Linked DNA regions of Anser cygnoides: region 1 is linked to region 2. Evidence: chromatin contacts called from public Hi-C data. All regions are on one chromosome and are shown on one strand. The core of a region is the stretch at or near the end of the contact, and the rest is flanking DNA. Distances in the headings are between cores, read along the strand shown. Region 1 holds the start of SF3B5 (splicing factor 3b subunit 5). Region 2 holds the start of ACAT2 (acetyl-CoA acetyltransferase 2).

The links. A called contact is a pair of places that touch in the nucleus more often than the background predicts.
Region 1: a contact with region 2 is called in a Hi-C map of liver, with 5 times the contacts expected there. The contact joins the promoter of SF3B5 here to the promoter of ACAT2 in region 2. A contact is called at or near these places in 2 of 7 Hi-C or Micro-C datasets (granulosa cells and liver).

What each region holds. Positions count from the first base shown.
Region 1 is chr3:50,722,132-50,726,424 of Taihu_goose_T2T_genome, reverse strand. SF3B5 (splicing factor 3b subunit 5) reads left to right here and starts at 2,784. Exons shown (of 1, transcript XM_048067881.2): 1 at 2,784-3,798. The coding sequence starts at 2,877. The coding sequence ends at 3,137.
Region 2 is chr3:50,428,508-50,433,041 of Taihu_goose_T2T_genome, reverse strand. It overlaps ACAT2 (acetyl-CoA acetyltransferase 2), which reads left to right and starts at 1,298. Exons shown (of 9, transcript XM_048067897.2): 1 at 1,298-1,456; 2 at 1,572-1,706; 3 at 2,746-2,927; 4 at 3,906-4,023. The coding sequence starts at 1,408.

The sequences.
Region 1 (4,293 bases), core at 1,535-4,034, 290 kb before region 2:
ATGAAAGCTTTCCCACATTCAGAAAATGTCCTTTTTTGTCTTTCAATATACCAGCATATAGTACATCCCCTCACCACAAAGCAGGTGTCTCTCAAGCATTTCAACTTTGTTTATCCCAGTAAAATAAAACTTTTCGCTTTTCCCTTATGGAGATGATCCCCATTCACCCTACTCTCAGCAACCACTTACGCAGTCTCTGAGTTGTTCACCATCATAAACCACACTAACTGTAGGATTACAGATGGAAGGCTGAGCCTGTAGTGAGAATGAAGACATGAAACAAGCTAGAAACCACAAAGCCGTGGACACAAACAATTCTGAGATGAAACAAGAGACCATAACACTAGAAAGCTTGGAGCAGGCTTCTGAAACAGTTTCCTTAGATCACCTTTCTGAAGTCTTGATGAATATCTAAATTGCTGTCTTCCTAGCTTAGTCAGTATCTCAAGTAATCTTACTGTGATCTCCCCAGAACTCCTACATTTTTAACTTTTTTTTTTTTTCTTCAAGAAAATTAAACCAACTTGCACCCTCTTTGACCTGATGTGGATAAGCCTCTAGACACGTATCACGCTTCTTACTCTTGGTTATCCCAGTGTGTTACCTCCTGGATGGTCTTCGGCCAAGATCTGCAAAATATATAAATTACATAAAACTTGTCCAGAGTTTGGAACTCTTGGAACTCTTTCCAAGGTCTGAAGTGTGGGATGCTTCAGCACTTTTCTGCAGGGATTCTGTCTTTGTGTGCTTTTGTTTGTTTGTTTGTTTGTTTTCTGTCTTGGTCTCTCCGGAAGCAACTGCAGAATGCAATTGCTGTATCCAGCTGTGTAAAACTGCTTCCTGCTAAGTAAGCCTTGATAATGACTCAACAGATCCTCGTAAAAACAAAAACAAAACAAAACAAAAATTATAGTCCTCATTTAGTTCTTTGCAATAAAAGGTAAGGACATTTTAGGATATTGTTTTGACACTGCTCTCTGTGACCTTGGCTTTATAGCATGCTTACTTGTAAACAAGGGGCCTTGAATCATCTGTGTTTTCATAGGATATTTCCATGGATTTCTTTTGACCGCACAGCATTTACAAGAAAGAGCTTGAAGTGTTCTATTGGAAAATTTCTGGCAATGTGTCTTTCCTATTTTAGAACAAGTGATTAAAACCACTGCTATCATACGAAAGCATGCATCATTCCATGCATTTTAAATTTAACGTTATGTAAGCTCTTTAAGAGAGCTGGCGAAGAAAGACCACTTATTTGATGGATGATAGAATTTATTTAAAGCTCCACTTCGACCAAATTAGATTGGTGATACAATTTACAATGTGTTATTTTTATATCTGCTTGTGAGTTTAATATTCATGTAAAATATTACCTGCACTGTCAAAATCTTTTTCAACAGTAATACTGAATTTTGGCTTAGATCTATTCCTTGACCCTGCTCAGTTGCAAAGTCTGCCTGGGGAAAAGGGAGAGCTTTGCACCTCATAAAGGGAATGCGATGGAACCTATAGTGCTTTTTCTTAGCTAAATATAACTGAATTAATATTACCAAAATATTTGTTTTGGGAGGACCCTCAAATTCAGTGCACTTTTTCAGCCTTTCTTTATAAGGAGTTTTTGTACTAGTGGTACTACAAAAAGTGTAGTGCCTTTAACAAAGTAAACAGCTAATGAAAAATAGTGTTTTGATTTGCGCATAGCACCTCGTGGCTATTTTTGTTACAGCTCTCTTCCTCCACAGTCAGACTTCCTGTGTCACTTGTTTAGAAAGCAAAAATGAGACGTAATTTATACAGAGACAACGTCAAGAGCTGGGAAACACTGTGTCCTGAAACATGAGTTTTAGGAGAGGCTCCATTTATTTTGCTTTCATATTTACTGAAGTCTCCTGACTGACAGAGGCTATCCAGTTTCATTCCCAATGTCCTGTTTTCTACGTACTTTGTATTCAGATTTGGTTCACTTGATTCTCAGATAGGCGAATTAAGCAGTAGCTACCATGTCAAAGCTGTATTTTTCCTTTAGGAACTAACTGGAGGCCTGGCCCTACAGTGCAAAGCTGTTGTGCCAGTTTCGGGTAGACTCAGCCTGGTGTCTGGCTTGGGAATGTGAGGTCCTCAGGTATGTGCTGCATGATAACGATGTAATATAGTTGTTGGTCTGCAGCTGTAACCCTCACCTGGCTTACTGAATTTAAGTGATTAAAACAGAAGTTCAAATCATATTAATAATCTCAGGGAAACCAATGGGAGTCTTCAAGGAGTCCGTCTAACAGGGCAGTTGTTTAAACAGGCTGGCTGAATTTCGGATAACTTGAGGAAACTTCCGAAGCCCTGCCTGGAACTCTTTACAACTACCTGAAAGGAAGGTGTGGGGAGCTGGGGATCGGCCTCTTCTCACAGGAAACTAGTGATAGGACCAGAGGGAATGGCCTCAAGTTGTGCCAGGGGAGGTTCAGGTTGGAAATGAGGAGACATTTCTTCTCAGAAAGAGCAGTCAGGCACTGGGACGGGTCGCCCAGGGAGGTGGTGGAGTCACCGTCCCTGGGGGTGTTCAAGGAAGGGTTGGACGTGGTGCTTAGGGACACGGTTTAGTGGGTGACATTGGTGGTAGGGGGACGGTTGGACCAGAGGATCTTGAAGGGCTTTCACAACATCAGCGACCCTGTGAGACTAAGGGCGGGAGGGGCGTGCCGTGGCAGAGGACTCCAACTCCCAGCATGCCTTGGCGGGCGCGCACGCGCGCAGTGCGCCGCCGGTGTCGGCGGGCGGCGGGGGGAAGTCCCGGCTGCCGTCGGGCCCGGGGAGCGGAAGGGGCGCGGCGCGGCGCGGGGCGGGCGGTGAGGCCGGTTCCGGGCGCCATTGCTCGCGGCGCCATGACGGACCGGTACACGATCCACAGCCAGCTGGAGCACCTGCAGTCCAAGTACATCGGCACGGGGCACGCCGACACCACCAAGTGGGAGTGGCTGGTCAACCAGCACCGCGACTCCTACTGCTCCTACATGGGCCACTTCGACCTGCTCAACTACTTCGCCATCGCCGAGAACGAGAGCAAGGCGCGCGTCCGCTTCAACCTCATGGAGAAGATGCTGCAGCCCTGCGGGCCGCCCGCCGACAAGCCCGACGAGTCCTAGCCCGGCCCACGGCCCCTGCCCTGCCCCGGGATGGAGCCGCCCGCCCGCCCGCCCGCAGCCAGCCCCGCAGCGCCCGCCCGCCCGCCGGCCTCGCAGCCCCCGGTCCCTCCGTCCTGCTCCGTGCGCGCCGGCGGGGAGGTGCTGGGACAGCGCCTGCTCCCGGACAGTTTCTCTCAGTTCCACAGTTGTTCAATTCCTCTCTGTTTTTTTTAAATAAAATTTAGTGGGCATTTCTAACGTCTTGTTTGGTAATGTGCTAGTAACAGCGTTTGGTTCTAAAAGGAACGGTTTGCTACACAATATTAAGTTGCTCAGTACAGCTGTCCGCAGTGCAAGCAACAAGTGTTTAACGGATAGCGTCTTCCCAGCCTAGCCATTTGGTACTTCCTTGCCAGAGCTACGTTTTGGGGAGGGAGAGGGGGAAGCACGTGGACTCTAAAAGGGTTTGATTTGTTGTTAGCCTTTGGGGTGATCTGTGATACCATGTACGTCCATTGCTCCAAGGTCTTAAAACTCCAGTGTGACTCTACTTTGTATGCTGTTTTTCTGTCTCATCTTCTCATCTGTACATTGCATTTTCCAAATCTTGATCCTCTCTGTTGCAGCATATTTTTTTAACCAATGTTTATAGCAATCTAATTAAAAATTTTTCTATGGTTCACCGTGCAAGTGAATAATGATGTGGGGTTGGGCACTGTGGGTATGCAATCAGAGATATGGAGGCTAGGGAGAAGCTAAATCATTTTGCCAAATGACATACAAATTTCTGTTTCCTTCCAATGAGAAAAATAAGGGTTATTCATTATTACTTTGAAGTAAAATGCCTAGAAATCCCACCAGTGTTGAGGTGACAATGTCAGATCAGACTACAAACAGAACTGATGTTGGTTTAGATTAGTCACCCAAACTAGGCTGTTTCTTCATAAATCGTGAATTCTAATGGAAGTCCTGAAAGTAAAACTTAGAGGTGATGTTCAGACTGTGCAAGTTTACCAGGGGCATTTTCTTAAAATCAGTGATCTCTTCCAAATAATGAACTTCTCATACTCTTTACTGAGACTTACAAAACTAAGCTATTGAAGATAATGTAGAATGTGAGAAAAAGTGCGTAAGTTCCTGCGGTTGTGTTCAAGCCAATACATCAATTTTCTGAAGA
Region 2 (4,534 bases), core at 49-2,548:
ACTAGGCCCCCTTCAAATTCAAACTCTTTCCATCTGTTGGCAGATTAAAGATCAAGTGTGGAGAGGATGCTGATATTTGGAAAAAGCTTTAAATAAAAGGCAATCCTGTCTGTAAGACTTACTTCAGATGTACTGTCATTTTTGGACTTTGCACACCTGCTGACATTTAACGTTTTCTGGGCTCTTCTTACATTATTGATTTTGTATTTGCATTGATGACTTCAAACTGTAATCAGTCAAATATTGCATTAAGAATGACGTATAGGTATACAGGACAGTTGATAAACTAGGTTACTTGGTGCTGCCTCCGTATGAGTCAGTCTCTACTGAATTTTGAAAAGATGCAGAGACTACTTTCAGTCGTAGAGGGTTGCCCAGGAACTGCATGATGTTCTTCTAAAACAACCACTTTTTTATAGCTTAAAATCACATATTCGGGAGTTTTGCTTGTATGGTAGATCTACTAATTGCTTACTGATGAGTCTTTTGAAAAGGCTCCAGACATGGTTTTGTCACCCAGGTTTAATCTGAGGTCTCCGTTAGCATTACCAGCTGCCCTGGCCACACAGCATTGGTGAAGACAAGCTGTGGTGCATGCCTGTTGCTGTTTAATGCATCCTGAGGTGACTGGTAGATTAGTCCACCTAAGGATTTGGCTGCCCACAGGATTTACCACAGATTTCTGCGCCTGAAGACATCTGAGATAATTCTTTTTTCTGTTTCACTTATGCCAACGATGTTGTTGTAACGGTGAAATCTAGATTAACGGTCTTGCTTTCCGAAGTTGTGTTACTTTCCTACGTAGTAACGCTGTAGGTTTTTACATTTAAAGTAAGATTAGAGTCTGATGTGAATCCAGTTTGGGAATTGCACTGCTTCTGTCACTCGGCGTTTCCATACAGAGGACTCAAATGCATTTTATGCATGCAGATGTAACCCCAGCAGCTTCAGATCAGTCAGAACACGCGGGGTGTGATTACAGGTGCACTGTTGCTGCATACGCCGTCACGTACATTCGTCATCACACAGTATTTGCTTTTTTAGGACGTAATTTGTCCCTCGTTTTTTTTTTTTTTTTTCTAAAAGCCCTGCCAAACCGCGCTGCTGGCACTCAAGCTAATGTCAGGCTGCACCCTCGGGCACCGCCCGGGCTGGCGGGTCCCTTGGGCCGTGACTCAGCACAGGAGGGGCAGGCTGCAGGGCACCCCTCGGCTCCCCCCTGTTCTCCCCTCAGCGGGTCCCGCCCCGCCCGCGGCCCGGCCCCGCCCGGCACCACGCGAGGGGCGGCGCCGGCACCACGCGAGGGGCGGTCCCGGTGCCGGCCCCGCTCCCGTGCCGTGCCGTGCCGTGCCGTGCAGGATCCGGCTCCGGCTCCGCTCACCGGCCTCGGCTCGGCTCGGCTCAGCCATGAGCGCAGACCCCGTGGTGTTCGTGTCGGCCGTCAGGACCGCCGTCGGTGAGGGGCCGGGCGGCGGGCGGCCCCCAGCCCCCAGGGCGCGGTGTCGCAGGGGCTGCGGGCGGGCGGTGACCGCTCTCCTTCCTCCCTCTTCCCCTCCCTGTGTCTCCTCCAGGCTCCTTCAACGGCGCCCTGTCCGCGCTGCCGGCACACGAGCTGGGCGCCGCCGCCATCCGTGAGGCGCTGCGGCGGGCCGGGCTGGCCCCCGAGGAGGTGTCGGAGGTGGTCCTGGGCCAGGTGCTGGCCGCAGGTAGGGCCGGGGGCCCTGGGGCGGCGGGGGGGGACACCGCGGCTGGGTCCCCGCAGCGCTGTGCGTGCCGGGGGCTGCTTCTGAGGGGGTCTTGGGGCGGGGCGGGGACGGGGGGTGCTGGCATTCCGGGGGCTGGCAGCGTTCCCTTTGTCACAGCGCTTCTCTGACAGCGACAGGGCTCCAGGGCTTGGATGGAGACGCAGCCCGCTTCTCTGTTCGGCTGGGAGACCCACCTGCGGGGTCTGCCGTGCCGCTTGCTTACACACAACCGGCTCGGTTTCGTGGGAATGCGGATACAGGGAATTGTTCGCTTTGACACGGCCATGTGCTTTTTGCAGGGTAATGTTTGATCAGCAGAGCCGCAGGGCAGACCAGCCCCTCTTCTAAAGAGGGAGGAAGAAAATAAAAGAAATACTTTCATATTTAAAGCTGATTCAGATTTCTGTGAATCTAGCTCATGGTGAGAGAGCATGCTGTGCTCTCCTTATCTCCACCTTTACATACAAAAGAGCTGGCCTCGCTTTGGCCTGGGGAGATGCAGATGAAGAATATTGCCTTTGTATGTAGTGCTCCTATTCTCTCTACAGCAGATTGCAAGCAAGAATGAATGGAAGCTTTCATTTGCACAAATGTGCTTATGGTTTCCAGGGGAATTTTTGGGGAAAGTTGTCTATTCACAGTGTACAGAAGATATCAGAAATAAACCCTTCAGCTAGCAGCAATTTAAATCAACTCATATCTTATATATGTGCAACAGGTTAGTGCCAATTTGAAACTGAATAAATGGTGTTTAATCTCACCAGCAGTCAACAGCAGAGTTGCAAATACAAAATTATGAGTAGCAAGTGGCTGAAGTCACTGATCTTACTATTGATCAATAAACCATATGTATAAATGAGAGAGGTAACAGCTGCTGGGAATTTCTTTGTCTACCAACTAAAAACAGGAACAAGCTCTAAAGGTTGGTGGAATTGGAAAGTGACAAGGCCTGTTTTGCTTTTGGAGAGTAGACAAGGAAAACCCCTGTGTGTTCTTGCAGGTGCTGGTCAGAACCCTGTTCGGCAGGCAAGTGTTGGTGCAGGAATCCCTTACTCTGTGCCTGCATGGAGCTGCCAGATGATCTGTGGGTCTGGCTTGAAAGCGGTATGTCTGGGTGCCCAGTCCATAATGACAGAAGAGGCCAGCATTGTGGTTGCAGGAGGAATGGAAAGTATGAGCAAGGTAAATCAAAAGATTGCACTCTCATTTTCTGTCTTAAGGGGAACAAACAGCAATGAAGTTGAATGTTGAAACCATGTATTTCAAGGCTAATGCTTTGGAGGCAGTTTCTGCACTTGGAAATTAATTTACACATGCAAAAATGGTCTTTTATAGCTTTTTTTTTTTTTGATGATACTGTAGCTACTTAAAAAATGCTGTTGCAAACACACATCACATTTAAAATACGATTTTAATTCCTATCTAGCCCTCTGGTGATGAATTATTTGCTTGAGACAGCTGGCAATAGCAAGGGTTGCTTTTGTGCTGCAAGAGGCCCAAAGCATGAATAACTGGAAATGTTATTCTTTTGCAGAATAATTGTTCAGTAATTAGAGCCTGGAGAGGAAGCAAAGTGCTTTCATTTCAAGGTTTTCAGCCCAAGGCTGTGTCATGGGTTGGCACTGGGCAAATGGTCTGATGCCTGGCAAGGGTGGGGCCTTCTGCCAGGGCTCGCTGGCTGTCAGTGCCGAGGGTGGTGTTGGCGTTGCCTGGTAGTGCAGTGGGAACTGTTTGAAGGGACCCACGGGCTGCATCGCCCCACAGAACCATTTGATTCGATCTGTGCAGAGAAAACATTTGCTGCTTGGTGACCTGCTGCCTGGGAAGTGTGGAGGCCAAACAGCACGCCAGCTATCAGACCCTGGAGGGAGAGACAGATCAGACAGATGGAGAAACTCATGTTTTGACTGGCCAAGGACCCTAATTTTCCCCTTACCATGACGCTCATTCTATCCTGCAGTGGGGAAAAAGGAATTAGGGTGGTTGGGGCAAGAGGGGTATGTGTGTGAGGGGGGCTGCAAGAAAGAGAGGTGAGCTGGGATCTGGGGTTGCTACCTGCAGCCCCAAGGTAGGGATCTGCCTCGAGCTGTGCAGCTGTCTTGGCTGTATTGTGTACCACAGGTAGGAAAGGCATAACTCCTTTTGAAATACTTCCTGCAGGCACCTCATGTAATTCACATGCGAGCTGGGGTGAAAATGGGAGAGGCTTCCCTGCAAGATAGCATAATCCGTGATGGCCTCACAGATGCTTTTTATCAGTATCACATGGGTATAACAGGTAAGTGGTGGCAGTCCTGAAAATGACATGGTTAACTGTGAAGGGGGGAAGAACTCACTGTGAGTGCATTTCAGAAATCTGAATTTTCAAGTAAGATGTTTCAAGCCATCCCTAAGTTGTAGTCATGAAAAAGAGAGCAAACCCTAATATTGAAAGGTGTTGAAGGCATTTTCTGCTTTGTGTGTAAAACTTTATTTTTTCCCCTAACTGAGATAATGCAGTGTTGACCTGCAAAAAGAGGTGTTTGAACTCCTTGGCTTGGGCCTCTTTGTACCATGTCTCACTGCATCTTTTTTTCATTTGAGCAGTTTAAATTAATTTCAGGAAAAGTAACCAAAACAATTCCTATCTGTAACTGAAGTGTTCAGCAGCACAGATTTACGATGGGAAGGAGTTAGGTAAAGAGTAGCGTGGATGCACATGGTTCTGCGACCTCAGGTTATTGCATCCTAGATGGCATAGGCAACTGCTTTTTCAATTGCTGCGTATGAAACAGAGTAACTTCAGAATT